Regions from separate parts of the Gasterosteus aculeatus genome. Here region 1 is linked to region 2. A link is a contact called in public Hi-C data. All regions are on one chromosome and are shown on one strand. The core of a region is the stretch at or near the end of the contact, and the rest is flanking DNA. Distances in the headings are between cores, read along the strand shown. Region 1 overlaps tbx3a (T-box transcription factor 3a). Region 2 has its middle 32 kb from the start of LOC144388221.

Evidence for each region. Hi-C and Micro-C count contacts between places; a contact is called where the count stands out from the background.
Region 1: a contact with region 2 is called in a Hi-C map of tail fin, with 5 times the contacts expected there. The contact joins two enhancer-like sites. A contact is called at or near these places in 5 of 6 Hi-C or Micro-C datasets (blood and trunk muscle, skeletal muscle, tail fin and 1 more).

What each region holds. Positions count from the first base shown.
Region 1 is chr14:7,142,102-7,149,451 of fGasAcu3.hap1.1, forward strand. It overlaps tbx3a (T-box transcription factor 3a), which reads left to right. Exons shown (of 7, transcript XM_040198142.2): 4 at 389-465; 5 at 1,001-1,158; 6 at 1,546-2,189; 7 at 3,120-4,972. The coding sequence ends at 3,557. Among protein-coding and RNA genes, the nearest start is that of tbx3a, 7.2 kb to the left of the region's middle. Within about 2 kb of position 2,185, at least 3 of the 9 cell types and tissues checked have open chromatin away from gene starts, as enhancers often do.
Region 2 is chr14:7,007,122-7,014,381 of fGasAcu3.hap1.1, forward strand. No RefSeq gene overlaps it. Among protein-coding and RNA genes, the nearest start is that of LOC144388221, 32 kb to the right of the region's middle. Within about 2 kb of position 4,275, at least 1 of the 9 cell types and tissues checked has open chromatin away from gene starts, as enhancers often do.

The sequences.
Region 1 (7,350 bases), core at 935-3,434, 130 kb after region 2:
CCGTTGATTGTAGAAAAAGAAAGAAAAGGACACATTTTGGTTGTGTCAGACTGCTGCATGATGACAGTTTATTCTCTTTGAGACATTAAACATAATAAAAATCATATGGGGAAACCATGGCTCCTTCCCCTCCTCCCATGAGCAGTGGCAACACTGCCGGATGTTCTGTGGTAGTAAAGTTTTACAATACAAAAAAGGTCTTGGAAAAACGTGCCAATGTGATTTTATTTTTGCTTGCATTTGTGTTTTTTGAACTGTTGAAAATATTACCATTTTGTCGATACTAGAACTAGGTTTTGCTCTCTGAAAAATAAGATACATTAATTGTGAACGCCACGTGGAAATACAATTCATGTTGTTGATATTTACGCATCCTTTATTATTTCAGATAACCCAGCTGAAAATTGACCATAATCCCTTTGCCAAAGGGTTCCGTGACACGGGCAATGGAAGACGGGAAAAGAGGTAAGAAAAGTGCATTGGGAAAAAGAAGGAGAAAAAAAGCACTTCAGAAGTCTTTAGATTTATACATGGAGACAGGCAGGAATCTCGGTGGATTAAGCTCGCGTCAAAGCTTCCTCATTAACCCGCAGGGAGTGTGGCTCTTCACAGTTTCTAATCAAATAGCTTAATAGGCTGTAGAGCACCATGATTCCTACAGCACTGGTTATAAAAGAAACTGGAGCAGGGTGATGCTTAATGTGGCCTTTAGCTACTTTCACTGCACTTACTAATAATTATTTTGCAATTATAAATGTAGCCTACCCCCAACACGTGGTACGTTTCCAAATCAGTTTGTGCAGTGACGCGACACGATCGATGGATACATTTCTTAAATGACTATATAACGGATCTCGTACACCTTTCGCGAGTGGCTCAAGTTAGCTTCACAATCAGGAGCTTCCACATGGCGAGCAGCGTCCAGCCCACTCACCGGGCATGCTGATGTTTGTCTCTGACCCCAGAGATGTGCCATAGTAACCCGGGTGCTTGTGCGCAGGAAACAGCTGGCTCTTCAATCCATGCGCTCGTATGAGGAGCATCAGAAAAAGGAGACCGGGGCTTCAGACGACTCCTCCGGGGAGCAGGCCTCCTTTAAGTGCTTCGGCCAGGCCTCGTCCCCTGCCGTGTCTACCGCGGGGCCCCCACACATGAAAGGTGAGTTGACGGACCCCACGAGCCAGTCGCGGCGCCGGGCCACGAGTCGTCTGTAAATTCGTTGGGTAAATTCTAATTCTAGACAATGTGTTGAAGAGGAGTCAACCTTAGGAATGGCCGGGCCAAGAAAGACAGTCTGCACTGGCTCGTTTGTGAGGATTGTTAAAACATAAAGAATGTCACTTGTGGGCAACGGTTAATTTGTGGTTAATCTACAAAGAAAATAAAGAATTAACTCAATTAAAAAAAACAAAAAACGAATGCAATGCAGCAGCAATGGGAGCTACATTGCACCAACATCTTTCAAATTTATGACTTATTCCCCCTGTTATCGAAGCCAATGGGCGGAAAAGATTCTCATACATTGTGCTCCTCATTTTGGTGCAGATTTCTGCGACAGCGACGAGGAGAGCGACGATGAGAGCAAAGACGGTCACATCAAAGACGGTCCGGACTCGAGCAAGATTTCCACGACCACCAAGGACGGGAAGGATCACGAGGCGAGCCCTGCCAAGGGCCACCCCCTCGGCAGCACTGACTCCAGCAGCAGGACCCGCGAAGGTGGTCCGAGGACTGAGAAAAGCCAGGCCGACTCACGTCAGAGCCCCGTCACCGTCATCTCCAGCACCACTCGCTCCGGAGAAGACCTCAAGAGCCCCGGCCTGGAGCATCCCAAAACGGACGAGTGCAGGTCGATAAGCAAAGACAGTTTCATGCCTTTGACAGTTCAGACTGACAGCCCGCACATAGGCCACGGACACATGCCTAATTTTGGATTTCCATCGGGCCTCACGGGACAACAGTTTTTCAATCACATTGGGAGTGCGCATCCGTTCCTCTTGCACCCGAGTCAGTTCAACATGGGAGGTGCGTTCTCAAACATGGCCGCGGGCATGGGGCCACTGTTGGCAGCCGTGTCCACGGGAGGGGTGAGCACCATGGACACCACGAGCATGGCATCGCCTTCGCAAAGCTTTACGGGAGCGCCGGGCCTGCCGTTTCATCTGCAGCAACATGTCTTGGCATCACAGGTAAAACCTGTTTTCTTGGGCCCCGGCCTGCTCTGCGCCTTGAGTGAACCATGTGTTGTAATGTACAGCAGACTGTCGGCCAATATGCCAGATATTTACATGTGTTTATTGGCCTATTCGTCATGTCAATGTGCGTGTTTTTAAATCATAAGTGTGTGTGTGTGTGTGTGTGTGTGTGTGTGTGAGAGAGAGGGAGTGCCGTGTTTTCCTGCCGAATGGGCTAACAAGTAAAGTTAGGCAACTGCTATAGTTAAATACTCTACGAGAAACCCACTTATTGTTCCCTCTGGGTATAGATACCAACCATCATTTTAAGAAAAGGAGGTTATAACTGGAAGGTCAATCCTCTTTACATGATCTCATTAGTCGCTTTTAGGGCCATAACGCTGAGTATTTAAATTTAATAGTCAACAAAGTTGTCTTTTTCCATTTCATGTCAACGTGTTTTAGTGGCCCCCCTGTTGCTTGATTGCAGCTATACAGACAATAGGATTTCTTTGTATTTGTATTACAAATTCTTGAGCACCAAAAGCTGTTTACACGCTGCGAGTTGAAGCTTTGCTTCGCCATATTTTGTTATGACTATATCTGTGAAAAGCCTGTGTGAATGGAGGCATTGAAAAAAGACCCAGACTACGTCACGTTGGGACATAAGTTCATAAGTGTCAAGACGGCGTCTTAAGCGATGCAACAAGTAAAGCTGCCCCAAACAGCCGCTTTAAGGGGGAAAAAAATCAACATTTTCACGCATTAATCCGGAACATGCAGAGCGGGGAAAAGTTAATCATCATAAATGTCCTCTGGTGTTATTTTATGTGCAGGCCTGTCTTTGTTCCGACTTCATGCGGCCTACATTGTGCGCTCTTGTGGTGCGCAGAAGTGTCCAACTACCCTCGTGGCTCACACTGCGCTTCTCCGTTTCCTCCGCAGGGCCTCGCCATGTCTCCGTTCGGAAGCCTGTTCCCTTACCCGTACACGTACATGGCCGCCGCGGCGGCAGCCTCCTCCGCCGCCGCCGCCGCCTCCTCCGCGGCGCACCGGCACCCTTTCCTGAACGCAGTGCGTCCCCGACTCAGGTACAGCCCTTACTCCCTCCCCATGACGGTGCCGGACAGCACCTTGCTCACCACCGCGATGCCCAACGTGGGCGGCAGCGGGACCGAGCCGAAGGGAGGAGACGGCGTCGTGCCGGCCAGCCCGGCGTCCGGGGTCACCTTGGATTCCACGTCGGAGGTGACCGGCCACTCGGTCGCCATGTCGCCAAAGACTTGCCCGGAGAAAGACGCGGCGAACGAGCTGCAGAGCATCCAGCGGCTGGTCAGCGGGCTCGACTCGAGTCAGGACAGGGCACGCAGCGGGTCCCCCTAAAGGAGGAGGAAGAGGAAGAGAACCCATTTTCCTCTTTTTTTTTAAACACACCACCTGCTTCTCGTCTCATTGTTGTCATGAAAAGTGGAGAGAAAAAATGCTGTCGGTGATGGAGACGGACACAGTTGGAGGACACCCTCGTAGATCCATGCAGGTTTTTAAAAAGAAAAGAAAAAACAAACAAACACGAACTGTTGGTCGTTTTAGTTTCTGAAATGCACTTTGGTTAACACGCATCTGATATGTATATTTTTTCTTATTATTTGTTTGTTAATTTAAACAACACTTTTATCCTGTCATTTGAATACCGTACAAGTATTGAAACTGAAACGTTGGCATGGGTGTGACTTGCAGATTTGGGAGAAGTTGCTGCTGGGTCCCGTCTCTTAACTTTATTTTACACGAGGAGAAATGTGTTTTAATATGCACTCTGAATTGATTACTTATTTGAATTCACTACCGTTTAACCTACCTTATAAAGACTGCTGTATTTTGTTGTACACTATTAACTGATCGATTGGCCAAATGTTGCATGCCCCCAAAATCCCCAAATGAATGTTATTTTAACACTAAAAATGGAAAGAAAAGTATGAAAAATATTCAGTTATGGATATAATTAACACACTCCCTTTGCTTATTTTTTTGTCTTAATTAGGTTATCAATTGTAACACAATTTATTTTTCTTCATGCCTTTTTAAAATCAGAACTTAGCCTTTGACATGACTGGTGCTCCGGGATAAGCTATGGCCCAAGCATGCGGAACTCAGCCCAAATGTCCAACAGGCAAAGGGAAGCAGAAATTTAAATATGAAAACAATAAAAGGTAGTATTGATTAAAAAGGTGTACATAGGGATATATAAAATATTTATGTAATTATTTCATATTGTTATTGCGTGTAAATACAACGGAGTAGTTTGTTTCTAGGACCCTGTTCTTAATTTATTGTCGATATACCTGTGTAAAGATTTGTGGGCTATTATCCCTTTGTTGCCATCTTCATTTATACCCATCTTAAAATATGGACTTTACTCCTCCCCAAATATCCATTGAGGTAGTTATTCACACTAATGTGCCATTGTATTTTCATTTGTTGTCCCATGTGTGTGAAGTGCTACTGTTTAAAAACGGATGGAAACGCGACAACGCACTGCACCAATGGCTTGAGAAAAAACACGCCTTTTTCTTTTCTTGAGAAGAGCAAAAGAAGCGTCGTTGAAGTGTGATAAAAGTGGACTATTTCTTTTTCCTGTCATTAAAAAATACTTTGCGAACCTGATCGTACAAGTGCCGCATAATCGAAAATATGAAGGTCTTTATTTGTGTTTCTCAATGGGTTATGTTGTATTAGAGTTATGTCTGGTTGACAACATCGACATCGTGTTCTTGAAAGTTTCAATAAAATATTGAAATGCCCTTTCTTAGTGTGTCTCCCTCGCTTTAGATGAGAATTAAAGAAATGGTCTTAGCAAATGTATAGTCAGCTGATGGAGGCTGACGTCGGACGAGACAAATGTTTCTTCTCGGTTATGGGAGGCACTTCACACAAAAAAAAGTCTGATAAAAAGTCCAGATCAGATTATACTCAGGGCGAAGCGAAGCCCGAGATCATACCTGCAGGATCCCTACCTGGACAAGGAGCCGCGCTCTATAGTGTTAATGATATTTAGTGTTAATGCTCTCCTTGCAGGGCATTTTACCTGTAGAACATGTAGCGTTGTAATAACAAACAAGAACTAAGAATTAACACCCTAATTAGAACGTATTCCCAAGAACGAATGGCGATTTTGCCCGTGCGGCTGAATCCTCTGATGAATGTGATTCATCGCGTAGAAATTTGAGTCCAACCAAACCCTCCTTGCCTGCCTGCCTGCCTGCATGCCTCTCTATTGCATGCCTGCATGCATGCCTGCCTGCATGCAGGCAGACATGCATGCATCAGTTACGATGGTTTAAATGTTCTGTAGTGTGACATCACATCACGGGAGGCCTCTGGATTAATCTGACGTTTCTGAAGTGGCTGCATCGACGCGACGCTTCGGGCCGGAGTGAAAGACTACCCCCCCCCCCCCCCCGCCCCCCCTCCACCCTCATTGATGGCCCTCTCTATTGCACCTCGTGCCGCAGAGTTTATCAACAGCATATCTTTATTTGTATATCGTCTGGTTAATGTGTAGCGAGCGCGGCGCTGGTGAATGGGTGCGAACGTGACACACGCTGTCTCAATTGGTGCCTCTTATTGCTCACCTGGCGCCCCCCCGATGAGCGTATCTCACCAGTTTATTGCACGGAAGGCGACAACGCGTCTGTAATCAAACCGCAGACACGACGCCCCCAAGCGGCGACAACAACCCCAACCCACGGGTTTGTTTAACCGCACGGCAATAACACGCGAGAAAAGGACACGTCCCGGGGCGGGAACTGTGCAGAGAGGTCATTCATAAAGACTTCGTGGAACCTGGTCGCGCAGCTACTGCAAACGTGTTTAATGTGCAGTGGAAAAATGATCAATAAAGAACGGAATGAATAAAACAGAAGCGTGTGGATGTTCCGTACAAAGTGAGGCCCAAAAAACTGAATCGTTTCAAGAAAACTGAGGCTGGCCAACATCCCTGTGTCTGATTTCAGGGTAGGAAGTTATGACAAAAGGAAATACAATTATTTGAAAGAAGAAACCGAAGATAAAACTGAAATTAAGTAATTCTTAACCAAAGGAAAAAAAACATCTTGTGTGTCATTTAATATATTTCAGTTATTGCTAACATGCGTCTATAAGGTCAACCTTGACAGCTTAACAGTTTGATGTGTGCACCTTCATTGTGTTTATTTTGCCTGCCCGTTGTTTCCTCTCCAGTGTGCGCTGCTTCAAAGTGTTGACCTCTGCTCCCCCCGCAGAGTCCGACTCAATACGGCCTTCCACGTGCAACGCATTCACGGCGAGGATCGGCAGCTTGGCCGTGGAAGAGATTGTCTCCTTCCTCGGCCTCCACCCAAGAGGCTGGATTTTGAATGTTGGACCGAGCAGCCTGTTTAACACGTTGCTTTGATTAACATCGCGAGGCACCAGCGCCATCCAGCGGCCACGAATCATGGGGGATTGGAAGAAACGGGAACTGTGCAGCAGTGTTTCTCTTCTAAGCTTCACCGCCCTGAATGGCCCAGGCCCTGTTTTTTTTAAAGGGATTTTTTAATTTATGCATCATGAAAAATCAGCGGATTTAACAAATGTATAATTTGTTAAATAATTTGTTAATAATTTTAATTTGTTAGTGTGTCCGAACGTTGGGTCGTTGATTTACTAAACTATTCAGTGTTTTAAAAAGAGAAAAAATGAACATATGTCAGACCAAAGAAAAGATGAGCCCAAGCACTTTGAGAGTTAAACCCAAATTATAAACACCCATATAGAATCCAAATCAAAATGTAAAATTAAACAGACTTCACACAACCAATTAATAACCCTGACTGTGTTATTAACTCCATCTCTGTCGTGGTGGCAGTTGAAGAAGGCCTGCAGAAAGCAGACGTGACAATCTATCAAGCTGCATTCCAAGAATGTGTTTCTACATGATTTCTGATGATTTGAGATGTTGCTGAGTGGATCATAAATTACATTTGGGTGTACGTATCTGTCGGAAAGTGAGATGTTCGTAGCTCTCTGATTTAGATGTTGACTTCAACGGGTTGTAGCTAGAAATATTAGCCTTAAGATGACCACATTTTAGTCATGTAACTGACTCTAGATTGTGTTTAAACAATGAATCAATTCCATTTCTAAGATTTAAAAGACAAAG
Region 2 (7,260 bases), core at 3,025-5,524:
AGTGGATAAAGTGCATCGCATTGGGAGCAAACGTTCTCGGCACCTACCTGTGCAGTTTGGTTTTGAGTTTTTAAATCGGCAGTGAGCCCGATAAAACATTAGTGTTCCACTGTGATCTCCCGACGAGGAGAGCTGCACGCTGCTGCAGGCTCGACGCCACACTGGCATGTCTGCCGCTTCATTTCGTCAACTTGCGCCACGTTGGCGAGCTGTAATGTTTCCGTTGCACAATTTTGATATTAGTGCTCAACTTTGGGGGAAAATCAACCTCCCGCTGACGTGTGTGTGTGTGTGTGTGTGTGTGTGTGTGTGTGTGTCTTCCAGGCTGGGACATTTTGAAGGACTAGACATGAAATCTAGTAAATGCATTTGCCGAAGAAATGCTCTGGACTAAATGAGTTTATTGTGTGCGGGTAAGCATTCGAAAAGGTTGTTCCCTTGAGGGGAAGTAAGAGCCATGCTGCCTTTTGTGTGGTGAAGTGGGGCAGTTAGAATATGTGAGGTCAACTCGGATAAAGAGGTAGTGAAGGAGGTTATATTTGACCATCAGGGTCACATAAAATCCTTGAGTGGAAAACTTAATTTTTAATAGAACCTAGAAAGGTTGGACGGTGGACGATAAAAAAAAAACGAGCGCAAAGTCGGTCTTTGAGGGTCTGGACCTTTCGAACAAACCATGGATTAAAAGCGATGGGTAGGAGTCACTCGTCGTGGTGGTGCGGTCTAATGGCCGTCACAACTGGAGGCAGTGGACCCTTAATTGACTGCAATGGGTTTTCCAGAGTTGGCCCCATTAGACTCTCGGCCACTCACCTGTTGCCTCGCTCGCCAAGTGCATTGCCACAGCCAAATGGACTACGGGCTGGAAGAACGAGGCCGGGGTCGGGCCTTTACGTAGCATTAGCGCAGACGCAATTAGAAATCAATGACGTTTTATGCTGTTCAATGTCGCTCTCCTGCCAGCAGTGCACCAAGCGAGAAGACAAGGTTGTCTGGAAAAGCCCTCTTATGGGAGCGAGATGGTCCACTTGACTCTAAATTTCCGGCTCATTGTCGTGGAAAAGAATGTGGTAAAAGGTGGCCTCTTCAGTTTCATTACCCGTAACTCTCCAGTTACGGGTAATGTAAATGTTTTTTTTAAGAGTTATATTTGGAAAATACCAAATCAATACATTCGAAGGCCTTTATGCCAAACACTTTCATTTACACTACGTCTCAATTTCCGAAAGAAACACCCCAAATCCCGCCAAACGCGGCTGATCACCGGGTACACGCCACAAAACGTGTTGGGCCCAAAAACGGAGCGGAGGTGTGTGTGAAGGATCGGCGCCCTTCTCTCGCTCCGGTTGACACACGATAGCGCTCCACTTGCAGGCGTGACTTTGGCGGGGGCCGAGCCGTGTGCTGTTTTGACATGTCCCTCTGAAGGGGAGGCAGCTGAGGGCTGTAGCTTCACGCCGCTTTGTGGATGGTGGTGAACGCTGCTGGTTTTTCTGGACTTCAAAGAGAGAGGGAAAGGGGACACACACACACACACACACAGTCTGGTATCTGTCATGGCGGTGGTCGTATGGGGGGGGACAACGTGGTAGGTCCTATGACCCCTGATGTGCCAGCCGGGTCAGCGAGGGTTCAGGCGCTCTGTGGCAGCTGTGGGTGGTACAGCTCAGGGTCATCGCCGGCTAAAGCAAGAGCTGTGGGTTTGGGAGGTTGAAGCACCGATGGGTCCGGCTTTAATTTGCTTCTAACGGGGCTGGTTCACCATCGAGTGCTTGCTCACCAGGTTCGCTGTATTGCTGCACAGTTGACTGGTTTAAAAGGAGTTTACTACACTCAGATGCGATGTGATTGACTTTGGAATTTCATATCCAATAGCTAAACACATCATGTTTGCATCCCAGACCTAAGTGTTTTTTAGCTATTATTATTATTAATGTTAATATGACGTCCTCTTATAGTGACTCCATTTTGATATTTCATCCGATTTTCCAGATATCATCGGCGGGGAAGCAACGAGGTGGTTCTGGAGAGGCAGAATGATCTTAATTTGTAGCTGTGCTCGACATGAATCAGCCTCCATGCTTAAGTTTAACATCCATGGTGACATTATAGATCAACTCCAATACAAATGAAAACCACTCTAACACTGTTGTTCCTCAAGGGGTTTTTATCTGCGTTGCTTATAGACTCTCCAAAACAATTTATATGAGAACAAAAAATGAATAAATAAACAGATTCTTTCCAAAAAGACCTCACATCAACTGTAGATAATCAACATAATCGCGTCATCAGGTCCCTCAAAAACATGCCAACCCCCCCCCCCCCCCCCCCAATCTTAAATGTGGTCCAACAGTACCTGATCTGTCCGTGTGTCCAAATATTACATAAACAGAGCAAAGTCCGCTGCAGTTTTTTGTTACATCGGTACTCATTTCAATCCGCGTCCTCACTCTCCCGGTGAGTGCGAGGCCGGCTGCAGCCAAACGAACCCTCGGCCATCTTCCAGATGGCTCCAAGGAGATGCAGCTCCTGACGCAGCGCAGAGCCATCAACAGCCTTTGTTCAAAGCAGACGGAACATCTGCCGACCCGCACGGCAGCCTGTTGGGGAACATCTGCTTCTGTGTCCGGGAGTGCTTTCCTCCGCATTTGCATAAATAGTCTTTGTTACAGGGGGGGGGGGTCCGCCAAAAAGCAAATTTCAGGGTATTACATCCTTCAAACCGAACGAGGAACACTTTGGCCGATGTAAATAGAGATAAAAGCTGTGCGTGTTTGACAGCGGTACCCCCCCCCCCCCTTTCTGCTCACATCCAAACGAGAGAACAATCTTCAAATGTGTTTGATAAAACAGTTTGTAGGACATTAATCCCATGAGGGGAACGTAGGCCCAGAAGAAAAGCGGAATCAGGGGGATGTTTTAGTGTCGCACATCATGTCGATGGACAAGAATTACTCCTAATCAGATCAGTATGCTGCTCTGAAGTTGCGCTAAATATCACATGTTAGTTCACATAGTTTTGTTTACTCGCCGCAAACTGAAAGTTTGTCATTCTTTGGAAGATCATCTGCTTGCAAGCAACTGATTCCGTCTCATTAGATTATATTTAAAAAGGTTTAACTTTAGAAGTTTAAGCATGTTAGAAGATCTAGTGGGATTTGAAAGTTGGGAGAGTTGCTAAAGAGAAAGAAACTATTGATGAAACTGCATATTGTATTAGTTTGAAGGTCTTTCGGAAATTCTATTGGAATTTCTGTTTAGCTCTCCACTGCATATAAAAGGAGAAGATGGATTGTCCGTCTGCTTACGAGACACTAAGACTCAGTACTTTGTGTTGAATACCTTCACGATGACTCTTAAAATGCACTTTAGAGTGAAACCATGCAAGATTGTCTTTCCACCCAACTATAGAAGCTTAACTGTGAGCTTGTGAAAGATCTTCATCAATAACCATTGCATCACTTACCCATCGGCTGCTGTTTGTTAGGGACATAAATATTATTATTCCAAAACAAAAGCTGAACGTACAACTATCTAACCGTCTTGTTTTCAGAAACAATATAATTATGGATTCACTTTGTCATAAATGTGTTTTGCTGCAAGAGTCTTGGCGCTGATTATAAGAAACAATAGGAACCCTCACTCGGCATCATGATGAGGCCTATCAACGCCTCTGAGATGTAAAACACGGCCTCTCGAGGCTCATTGTTGCGTTATTTAATTCATTATTTGACCTAATTATCAAGAGGAGTTGGTGTTGAGCGGCTGTGATTGGCCCGAGACACGTCCTATAGGACACCGACACACCTGCGATCACAGGGAATATCAACGTGTGCTGATGGGAATCAGCCATCACGCTGGTATTTGTACACTCACGTTTATGCAACTGCTGTTTTTTGTTAACCAACAGCCTGTTGTTCAATTGTTTTGCTTGTGATACATATCATTATGTTTAATTATTACATTATTATTATCATAATGTGAATTTCTCTGCACTTCTCGAAGCGTTTTGCAGATAGTTTTGATTTTATTTCCAGCTTGTTTCCAACTCTGGTGTGTACGACAATTAAAATAAGGAAGTATTTGTAAAGAGAAATAAAGCGTTAAATCGAGAATTTAGTTTGACCTGCACTTACGGACAAAGCACCTGTGACGTTGGCTTCTGTAGATCTGAATGAGACAATGTACAACATAGAGAAAAGAGAAATAAAACAGAAGGTGAAGGTGAGCATGAACAGGTTCACTCGTGCAATGTCCTCCAAGCCCACAAGGGAGAGTTGTAAGTCAACAGATGAAGCCAGCGTTTGTCTTCTGGAATAGTTCCCGTACTACTCTTATGACTACAGCTTCAATAAAACTTTAATTTGACCACTTTGCCATTTTCATTATGATTAACTTGTGACCAGTCACAGTAATCCGGTTTGTCAAAGGAGGCATTTAGGAGACACACACACACACACAGACACAGACACACACACACACACACACACACACACACACATGTGACATAATCAAGGACGCACTAAAGACACTGCAGACTTAAAGACAGTGACAGGGGGGGAATAGTTTTGAAAGCGTTATTTATGAAACATGATGCACACAATACACAGTAATTCAAAGTGAAGTGTGTGAAGCTCTTGAACTTTGATTGTTTTGGGAAAAACACATGTGACAGTGAAACTAATCCGTCAAATCCCCCGCATGACATTCGGACAGTTTGTCAACTTTGACACACAGGTTTTTTTTTTCTTTCCTCTTGGAATCTGATTTTATTCAATTTTATGACTGGGGAATCTGGAGTAAACATAAGTCCCGACTGTAAGAGGATAAGAAAGTATTTCTTTCCACGTCCCCCTGCAATACGATAACATTGACTTTCATTAACATCACAAGTTCCGACTTGTTGATCTGATCCGTGTGGACAGTTCGGGGGAGAAAACCAAACAAAATCACAGTCCCATGCTTTTACACACCACACTATCTTTACATGTTCCACTTTTAAAGCACCATAGAGAACTTATTGCAAACGCGTCTTATACTATTAATATTTGTTTTGAGCTGCATCCTTTAAAACCCAATGAAAAAAGCCCTCTTCCTGTCCCCTTCTCCTCTCTTCCTACTGAGAAGGAGAGATAGACAAAGTCAAGTACCATATAAATAAAAAAAGGTCTTGCCAAAGGCACTTACTTTGCAATCTCCTGAAAATTGTGTCTTAGCTCAGCTCGTCCACTCAAGTCACATTGGAGAATGGGATCCAAATCAAAGCCACAAGCGCAAAGCCCTGCATTCATTAGGAAGATACGGGAGTGAGGAACACATAATAATGATCCATTATCTTTCCCCCCCTCGCATGTTCTCATGACCTTCCTCTTACGCTAAGATAAATCAGCTTACAGGCATCACCGAAACCGGGAGCACGAGCACACGTTGTTGTTTTTTGCTTTTTTTTTTTAAAGAAACCCCAATGTCGCGTCCTGAGAAGGAACCACTGCGCCATCAAAGGGACGCTGCGCTTCCTCGTGCCACGAGCGCCGCGCATGGTGATTATCATTACACTAACAATGACAACATTCATCTCTTTTTGAATAGCAGGAGAAAAAAAGAAAAAGGTAGGAGGCAGAAGTGATCCTCGCTTGGCCGCTGCAGCGGTTTGTCTCCGTGCCGCGTTTGCGCGCGCGCGCGCTCTCTCTCTCTCTCTGGTTCTAATTTAAGTTGTCCTAATCATAAAAGCATCAGCGAGCTGCTGTCGCAGAGTAAACCAGGAGGTGAAACGCGCCCCTAAAAAAAAAAAAAAAATCTCTTTTCACTCAAGTGGGCCGACACGACCGAGGAACAAGCAGGAGACAAAGACGGACTTCTCAGCTGCCAGATCAAATGGCACAGAGGCGGATTATTAGGGACACACAGCAAATAACCCGGCTGATGTGCGTTTTTTGTTGTTGTTGTTGTGCGCGCAAGGTGAGGTATACACTTTGCCATGTGTGGGTCCACTTTGGCTGAACCACTCGCTCGCCTGTCGGCCTTTCATCTTTGCACAAACACCCTGATGTGCCCGAGCGTTTCTTACCGGCGTATATGCGAACGCGGGAAGGTCATCATTTTTGCGCGTTTTGGAGCGCGTATGTACCTTTTCGGGCCGCGGGGTCAAACGGACGCGGTCCATATAGTCTCCAGCCTTACATTCCCCATTTAAGCTGGCAGACCCTCTGACAGCATATGATTTGAGTCATCAGTCTCTATTTCGACTGCAGCAGATGTTTCCCCATGTCAGCGCCCCCCACCCCTCTACCCCCCCCCCCCTCCCCTGACGTAGCAAGATGGAGAACCCTGCTCTTTTAAAGTGTTGCACATGAGTCTCCCTTCTCCCCTTTCCTTCCCTCTGCCCACAGCACCCTCCGTGATGGGACACCGCAGCGTCCGACCCTGGTGGTGGGAAAACAGAGTTTCATCGATGCCCGTGTTGTGGAGTTAAATAAAAAATAAGAGTGACACACCAGAACAAAAGGCAGTTAGTTATAGTGTTTTCGTGGTTGTCTTGATGACTCATTTCTCATGAAACAGACTGCGAGCCCTCTGAAAGCCCTGTAAAAGACACTAATGGAAGGTGATTTATAGGCAACTCGGGCAAATGATTGCTGTGATACTGCTATCATCGCTGATGTAATGTGATTGAAATGGCCATGACGCATTCTATCCCCCTTTCTTTGGAATAACATTTTGCGTGCAAAATAAAGTAGAAATCATGGTTTTATTTAAGTGATATGACTGGTATTGAAATATTGTGTATAGCTGAGAGTCAATTGATTTTGAATGCCATGATATTTATCAGAAAAAACTTATGACTGGAGAATATAACTAAAGAAGCCTGATCGTTAAAGATTTGAATTGAGAAATATCTGGAGCAAATATACATATTTACAATACGTTTACTTTGTTTATGTTGGGCTAAGCACGCTGAAAATTATTTGTAATAAATGAATAATAAAATAGGAACACCGGTTCAAACCCTTTCATGTAAAGCAGAAATACAGAGCGACACGATGTTTTTGCGGTGTTAAACTTTTCCAAATGTTATTGTTAACGTTTCTAAAAGTTTCAAAATAAATCCAGAAAATGTCGCGCATAACGTATAATATATAAATAGACTGTTAAGTTATTCAACATTGATTCATTTGTCTTATGAGCCAAGCAGGTCAAGCGACATTTAGAATAAAGCAATTCTAAAATAGATATGCTTGTAAAATCACGTTAGAAATCGCG